2 separate regions of the Mus musculus genome follow, and region 1 is linked to region 2. The links are chromatin contacts, called in public Hi-C maps. All regions are on one chromosome and are shown on one strand. Each heading gives the region's core, a stretch centred on a gene start, on an enhancer-like site or on the middle of the called end of the contact. The rest is flanking DNA. Distances are from core to core; before and after follow the strand shown. Region 1 overlaps Bub1b (BUB1B, mitotic checkpoint serine/threonine kinase). Region 2 holds the start of Srp14 (signal recognition particle 14).

Region 1 (3,654 bases), core at 506-3,005, 150 kb after region 2:
GAAGACCGACCGATGCCTGTGCTGGAAATAGGGAAGGAGATTGAGTTAGGTAAGTAGTGTGTGTGAGTCCTTGTCCTTTTGCACATACACATAAGTGATTTGAATGCCACAGGCCCTTGAACACTAAGTGCTCCTAGGTTGTAGTAGATAGCATTAGAGAGGTTAACACATTGATAATTCATGCCACAGGAACAATACTACTTCTTCTTTTTTTTTTTTGCCTCTTTTAGTATTTTTCTTAGATTTATGTATTTTACTTACTGTTTTGCCTGCATGTATGTAATGCCTGTTGCATCCCTTTACTGCGTTTACAGATGGTTGTGAGGCGGCATGTGGGTGCTGGGAATTAACCCTGAGTCCTCTACAAGACTGCTAAGTCCTCTTAACTGCCATCTGCCTGGGGCTCCTTTGGATTTTTATATAAATAACTTTGAAGAGTATTTTAGATGCCACTTAATGGCAAAAACACTAGCACTTCTCACACTTAAGCCAGGAGGTAAAGTGTAAGGACCTACATATATTCACAGTGACTTTAAAATGGAACCAAACCTTCTCAACAGGTCCTGAGGATTACGTCATCAAGCAAGAGCACCTAACATGTGACGATTACAGGTTATTCTGGGTGGCACCAAGAAGCTCTGCAGAGCTAACCATGATAAAGGTGAGGTGGGCCCTTTGTGATCTCATCACCTTGTAAGTCAGCAAAGAAGAGATAGTGTGTCCTTGTAGTACTGTAAAACCTAGGACGCCAAAAAGTCAGTCACCGTTCTAGGGCAAGATCAAAGCTAAAAACTGAGGGGTGGCTGTGCACATGCGCTCTCATGTCTAAGCTTACGAGGTATCCTTCCGGCTTTCTCTTTCTGAGGAAACAGGCCCTGGAGTGTGTGGACTGCTCCTCTCGGGACAGGTTGTATTCTAGCCTTCACACATATACCTTGAAATCTCAGTTCTCCATCACTGTGGGGAAACCTCAGTTTGTTTTTCTTATATTGGAACCTGGACACCCTTTCCCTCCCGTTTCTTCCTTGGTTTAATTCCTCTTATTTTGGAAAAGTACACCCTTTAGTGCCTTTCTGAGGAACTGAAAGCAAAGGGTCTTTAAACCCTCTGGGTCTGAAAATTCCTTATTCTCTGTCTTTTCATTATCGGTAGCATGACTGGATACAGAATTCTTTATTTTTTTTTTAGAATTCTAAAGCCTTATTTTATAACTGTGCTTGGTTTTGTTTGTTTTCTTACTGTTATCTGGTTGACTGGTTTCTTGGTGTATTTTCCCGCACAGTTTTAGAACCTGAATATAGACATTACTTAGGCAAACGCAGCACCACCGAGGCGTGTCCTCAGCTCCTCACCTTGCCTTTGAAGTCTTTGCCATCCTGATGTTTGTTTGGTTTTTGTTTTTGTTTTTAAGCTCAGCAGAGCAATTTTGTTTGCAAGAGGATGTGCTGCTCGACCCCAAAGCACGCACACCCCGTCACAGATGCTCTCTGGGCGTTAGTGGCGATGTGGTGACTGTGTCTTTTCTCGGCTGGTTGGGGTCCAGCCTCATAGTCTTTAGCTTTTGGCTAGTGTACGAAGGGACGAAGGAAAGGGGGTCAGGAGTCAGCCACTGTGCAGTCAGGCTCTACAAGTGCAGTGGGGCTTTTGTGCGAACAGAAGTTTACTCTGGTGAGCGTCCGTCATCTTGGTGGTGTAAGATAAAGGTCATTATGTAGGCCTGGTTGGCTTCAAACCAGTAATCCTCCTGTCTCTGCCTCCTGCATAATTGGATTACAGGCATGTGTCACCAGGGCCAGCTGTCATTATAATTCTAGTGGCTTTGTGTGAAATCTCCCCTTATCTTTAGATCCTGGAAGTCTTGTTGTGGTGTAAGAGTCCCACACTGTGATGTAAGTCTGTTATCATCCAAGTGCTAGGCACACGTCAGTACACATCTCAGTCTGGGGTCCTTTCAGGCGTGACATTTTCTATGAGGAAAAGATGTTTCTTTCAATTTTCTGCTTTCTCAATTTGTAATTTCTCATATTAGTGCATTCATTTTCCTGTACAATTATTTCTTTGTTTAGGATTTATTTGTGTTTGTGTGTATAGATCAGAGGACAGTTTGTGGTTCTTAGTTCTCTCCCATCATATGGGCTGGTGAAAAACACCTTTGCCCACTGAGTCATCACACCAATAGTGGGTGGCTCACAACCACCTGTGACTGCAGCTCCCGGCGATCTGAGGCCTGAATTCTGAGGGAACCTGAATTGGATGTCCTTACCCACCCACAGACAAGCAAAAGAAAACGCAAAATCTTTTTATTCCTCCTCCAGCCACCGCTGCTGCTGCTCTTTTCCTTTAGTGCAGTTGTCTCTTGGTAGCTGCAGGTGACTGCACTTGAAGCTCCCCTCCCTGTGCGGGACACCCACACCGAAGGCCCTCTAGTCTTTTCTGTAACTGACAGTCATTGCAGATGACGCACAGACCGTTCCCATGCTTTAAATCACTGTCATGTTACTTACAGCACTGACATAATGCACGTGCTGTGTGACTTACCGGATGTTGCCCTGCACCCTGTCTCCGTTATGCCCATCGACCAAGTCCTGCACTGTACGACCTGCAGGCTCACACTCTTATCACCACAGCCTATCCTTTTTATAGGTTTTTACATTTCGTGCGAAGAGGAAATATTTTTTATTTTGCTGAGATATTAATGAAGTTTTAAATTGTTTTCTTGGGTTAGCAAGGTGGCCAAGTGGATGAAGGTGCTTTTCCACCAGCCTGTCAGCCTGAGTTCAGTCCCGGAAACGGGCAGGGAAAAACGTCGTCAGTCCTGTCACCTTCATACCCCTGCCACGACACACGCACACAGTAAATGTCCTGTCACCTTCATACCCCTGCCACGACACACACACACAGTAAATGTCCTGTCACCTTCATACCCCTGCCACAACATATGCACACACACACACACACACACACACACGCACACACACACACACAAAGTAAATGTCTTTATTTTTCCTTTCTGCCTTTTCCTCCTGGGACCCAGAGGTCTCACCTGTACCACCCACCCAGCAACAATTAGCTCCCAGCCTTCTCTACTGACAAATCAAGAACCAATTAGAGAACTAGACCATAGTATCAGCACCTCCCCTTACAGTACTGTAGAGAGAGTTCTAGGCCATCCAGGGCTACATTGTGAGATCTTGTCTCCAACAGTGCTTCCAATCTGCCAGCCTAATCAATCCGCATGTTCTAATTGCCCTTCCATTTTAAATATTCTGTCTTACAGGCATCATCTCAGCCTATCCCGTGGGATTTTTATATCAACCTCAAGTTGAAGGAGCGTCTGAATGAGGACTATGACCAGCTTTGCAGCTGCTGTCAGTACCAAGATGGCCATGTTGTTTGGTACCAGTATATAAACTGCTCCACCCTTCAGGTTTGTGATACTACTGCACACACTCCATCTATGCTAGGCATTTCATCCAGCGCTGCAGAGATGGCTTGACACTGGCTGCCAGGTCCAATGGCCTGAGCGGGATCCCCAGAACCCCAATGGGAATATTGTGACAAGAATTAAACCTGATAAATTGTTCTCTTCTTTCCACTTCCACATCATGGCATGTACACACACACACATAAAAATAAATGTAGTTAAAATTTTAA
Region 2 (3,409 bases), core at 337-2,836:
CATTTGTTAAGTGAGCCACAAAGACCTGGAAAAAAACAGGTTAAAAATAATCATCTAATTCCCAGAACCTATGTACTGATGGAGCAGCAGAGAAAGAAAACACAGCCAGTCATGCTTCACAGCAACTCCTAGGAAAACGGACCACATGCTCACTACCACGGACTCCAGCAGAACAAGCATTCGGCCTCTACTTTCTGCCTAACAGTTTATTGCTGATAGTTTGTCCTACAAAAACAGGAACTGTGAAGGTGGTGCACACCTAGGATTCCACCACGTTGGAGACAGAGGCGACCTAAGGAACCTCAGTTACCCGAGACCTTATCCCAACCAAACAACCCACCCCCTCCACCAAAAAGAAGCAGAAGTAGATCCTGATCCCACAACAGCCTGGGAGTGACAGGCCAAAATGACAGGGAAGGGGGACCCGGACCTAATCCTGACATGCCCCTCCTCCCTCGGGGTGGGGGTGAGGCTCAACCCAGAGCGATGACTTAGCGGGATGAAGACCCTGGCTTGGGTCACATCTCCAACTTCACAAAAACCATCACTGTCATCTGTCTCAGTTGATGAGACACTCCTGTGACACCAGCACGGGCTGAAGCGCCTGGTGTGAGCTTCCTAAATCACAAGTTCAAAGTCAGCCTGAGTAGACTGCAAGACACTATTTTAATTTTTTTTAAATGTGTTCCCCTAGCTAGCACTGAGATAGGTTGCTCCTGTACCTTGGCTACTTGAGAGAAAACTGACTTTTTCTGAGTCGGCCAGGCCAACTCAAAAGAAAGCAGAGCCTTAAGAAAGGCCTCCAGCTCACCACGGTGCTGATCTTCCTTTTCCCATCCGTGGCTCTCAACAGACACTTGTTTTCTGCGGGCTCGAGGCCCTCCACAGAACTCTTCCTCGGGATAGGTTTGGTGCGACCGTCATCTGTGTTTAAGAAAAAAAAAAGTCCACCCAGGTAAACACCACCACAGGCGTTGCTTCTGGGTCCAAAGTGATGATCGTAAGGAAGGGTCCGCCATCACTCAGGATACAGCCAAAACTAGGAGCAACGACTCGCTCGATAAACACTGGGACCCCGAGGCATATTCTTCCTCACTAACGGAGCGGGGGCCGGGCTGCCTGACAACGGGCGTCGGACACACTTGGGGCCCCACTGTCACGGTGAGTGGGTGGCCGGCGCCGCACCGGCCACGAGCCCCGGAGGTGGCCGGTGCGGACAGGCCGGGGGCCGGGCTGTCCCCTCCCAGGCGGCCCCGGAGATTGCTTACATTTCTTGAGGGTGATGAACACGCTGCCCGACGAGCGGCACTTCTGGAAGAGCCTGGTCAGCTCCGTCAGGAACTGCAACACAACACGCCCCGTTAGGCAGCCTCCGCTCCTCGCCCCGCCGCCTCACGGCCCCGGCCCGCCCGCAAAGGGAGAACCGCGACCCGAGCTGACCCCACTCGCTCGAGTCCCGGGCCCTCCGGGGCCGCCGGTACCTGCTCGCTCTCGAGCAACACCATCCTGGGCTCCGCAGGTCCGACGCCGTCAGCAGAAGCCTCCAGCGGTTACAGCCGGAAAACTCGCTCGCGCTGGGCGGGACTTCCGCTTTAGTTGCACGTCTTCCGTCAATCCTCGCTTCGCTCGGGTTGCCTTGCGCCTGCGCGCTCGGCGCCTCCTCCCGCGTCTATCCAGGATGAGGAGTGACGCTTGCTTTCGGTGGTTGGACTGCGTTGTCAAGCTACACCGTAGGCTGTAGGAGGGAATGAGAGCAAAAGAAAGACTGGATAGACATATGCAAGTCACCCAAGAGTCCACTGACTCACTTTCCCCATTTTTTACACAATGATCTGGTTTCTCAGAACTTGCTGATGAAGATGAAGATGTGAGGTGTTTTTATAGATGCATTGTTTACATTTAGGAATAAGTGGCCAAGGAGCTCCAAGTTAAACTCAAAGCCGAAAGCTAAAACAGCAGAGTTCGCTGTTTCAGTATCTTTGTTTGAGGTATCTTTAGACAAAGAGTACTTGCTCTGAAGGCACTGTTGATCTATCTCATCGGCAGTGCTGAAGTCAGCAGGAAGCACAGGCTAGACCCCAGAAAAAGGTGCTTTTTTTTTTGTTTTGTTTTTTTTTTTTTGTTTCCAGGGTCCATAGTTTTTTCTTTCTATCCTACTTCAGAGGGTGGGAAAATATGTGAAAGTGATTGGAGAAGGAGCCGGGGATCACACGGGGCCTTTGCCACCGTTAGCAGGGCCCATAGCCACAGAAGGCTCAGATGTTGTTCCTGGTAGAAAGAGGGGAGTGGGGAGGGAGTGGCTCATCGGTGGAGTGTGAGTATCTGGATTTAAGATGTTTAAAAATCTTAAATTCAGACAAGAATGATGGCCCATGACTTTAATCTCAGCACTCAGGAGGCAGAGACAGGCAGAGGATCTCTGAGTTCAAGGCCAGCCTAAAGTGGAAACTTCTGGTTTCTTTGGTAAATCGGTTATATCAAAGAACATTTCGCTGAAGCAGACACAGGTAAAAGGATGTTTAGAAAGAATGAGAGATGAAGGATTCTTCGATAACAACATGCATGCATTGGTTCACCTTACATTGAGTAGCTGAGCTCCGTTTGTCATGACCCCATAGAGAGAAATGCACACACACACACACACACACACACACACAAAAACTTCTGGTGATATGCTGCAGTTTCTTGCCACTTCCTCGGACTCCAGCCAATTGGCAGAGTGATGTCAGCTGATACAGACTCATGGAGTTTTGCTAAGTCAGACTGAGGCAAGACCCTTAGAGGACACGTGATGTTTGGAGGGAGTATAAATAGGACTCAATGGACAGTGATGGGGGCTTGCATAGTTAGTTTTGGAGTGCTTCTCGGTCTTGCGTCTTCAATGATCTTCACGTCATTCAGAGAGACATGGCAGAGAACTTCTCCTGGCTTAATTGCTCCTGCTGGTTTTGGTGGAGGCCTGGCAGTTTCTGCTAGGTCATGCCACCACTGCTGATTCATGTTTGCCATCCCAACACTTCTGAGTTGGACTGCTGGGCTGCTTCTCGGTGTATTAATGAAGTATTTGCGAGTGGATGGAGCTGCTGCTACTGAACGCTATGAACTGAACTGCTGATTTCCTGACAATGGGGGTGGGATTTGCTCCAAAGAATAATTTCTAAACAGATACACTTCCCCTGTATCCTAATAACCTGTAGGTAGTGGGCTAGAAGGGAGGTTAGAGCATTTAGGAACCATTATTAAAAGTAGGGTTTGAGAAAATTCAAAAGTTACGCCAACCTGGTCTAGAGTAAATTCCAGGAGAGCCAAAGAAACCATGTCTCGAAAACCCGAAAAGCAAATCCAGAGAGAAGGTCTTGATAAGAATGCCGTACACAGACAATGAAAATCATATTTATATTTGAAAGAT

Evidence for each region. Hi-C and Micro-C count contacts between places; a contact is called where the count stands out from the background.
Region 1: a contact with region 2 is called in a Hi-C map of the N1E-115 cell line, with 10 times the contacts expected there. The contact joins the enhancer-like site here to the promoter of Srp14 in region 2. A contact is called at or near these places in 10 of 39 promoter capture datasets (the C10 cell line, the HPC-7 cell line, cranial neural crest and 7 more), 4 of 15 datasets of contacts at CTCF or cohesin (the NIH/3T3 cell line, embryonic stem cells and stem cell-derived epiblast-like cells), 30 of 484 Hi-C or Micro-C datasets (the AML12 cell line, B cells, CD4 T cells and 17 more), 32 of 115 datasets of contacts at active chromatin or transcription factors (the 230-238 cell line, DN3 thymocytes, the HPC-7 cell line and 22 more) and 4 of 9 other capture datasets (adipose tissue, liver, macrophages and 1 more).

Annotation. Positions count from the first base shown.
Region 1 is chr2:118,631,851-118,635,504 of GRCm38.p6, forward strand. It overlaps Bub1b (BUB1B, mitotic checkpoint serine/threonine kinase), which reads left to right. Exons shown (of 23, transcript NM_009773.3): 17 at 1-49; 18 at 561-661; 19 at 3,278-3,427. Among named protein-coding and RNA genes, the nearest start is that of Pak6, 30 kb to the right of the region's middle. Within about 2 kb of position 1,756, at least 4 of the 459 cell types and tissues checked have an H3K27ac peak or open chromatin away from gene starts, as enhancers often do. A contact at or near this core is called in the N1E-115 cell line, where this site is marked.
Region 2 is chr2:118,478,110-118,481,518 of GRCm38.p6, forward strand. It overlaps Srp14 (signal recognition particle 14), which reads right to left and starts at 1,587. Exons shown (of 5, transcript NM_009273.4): 1 at 1,482-1,587; 2 at 1,269-1,341; 3 at 812-924. The coding sequence starts at 1,505.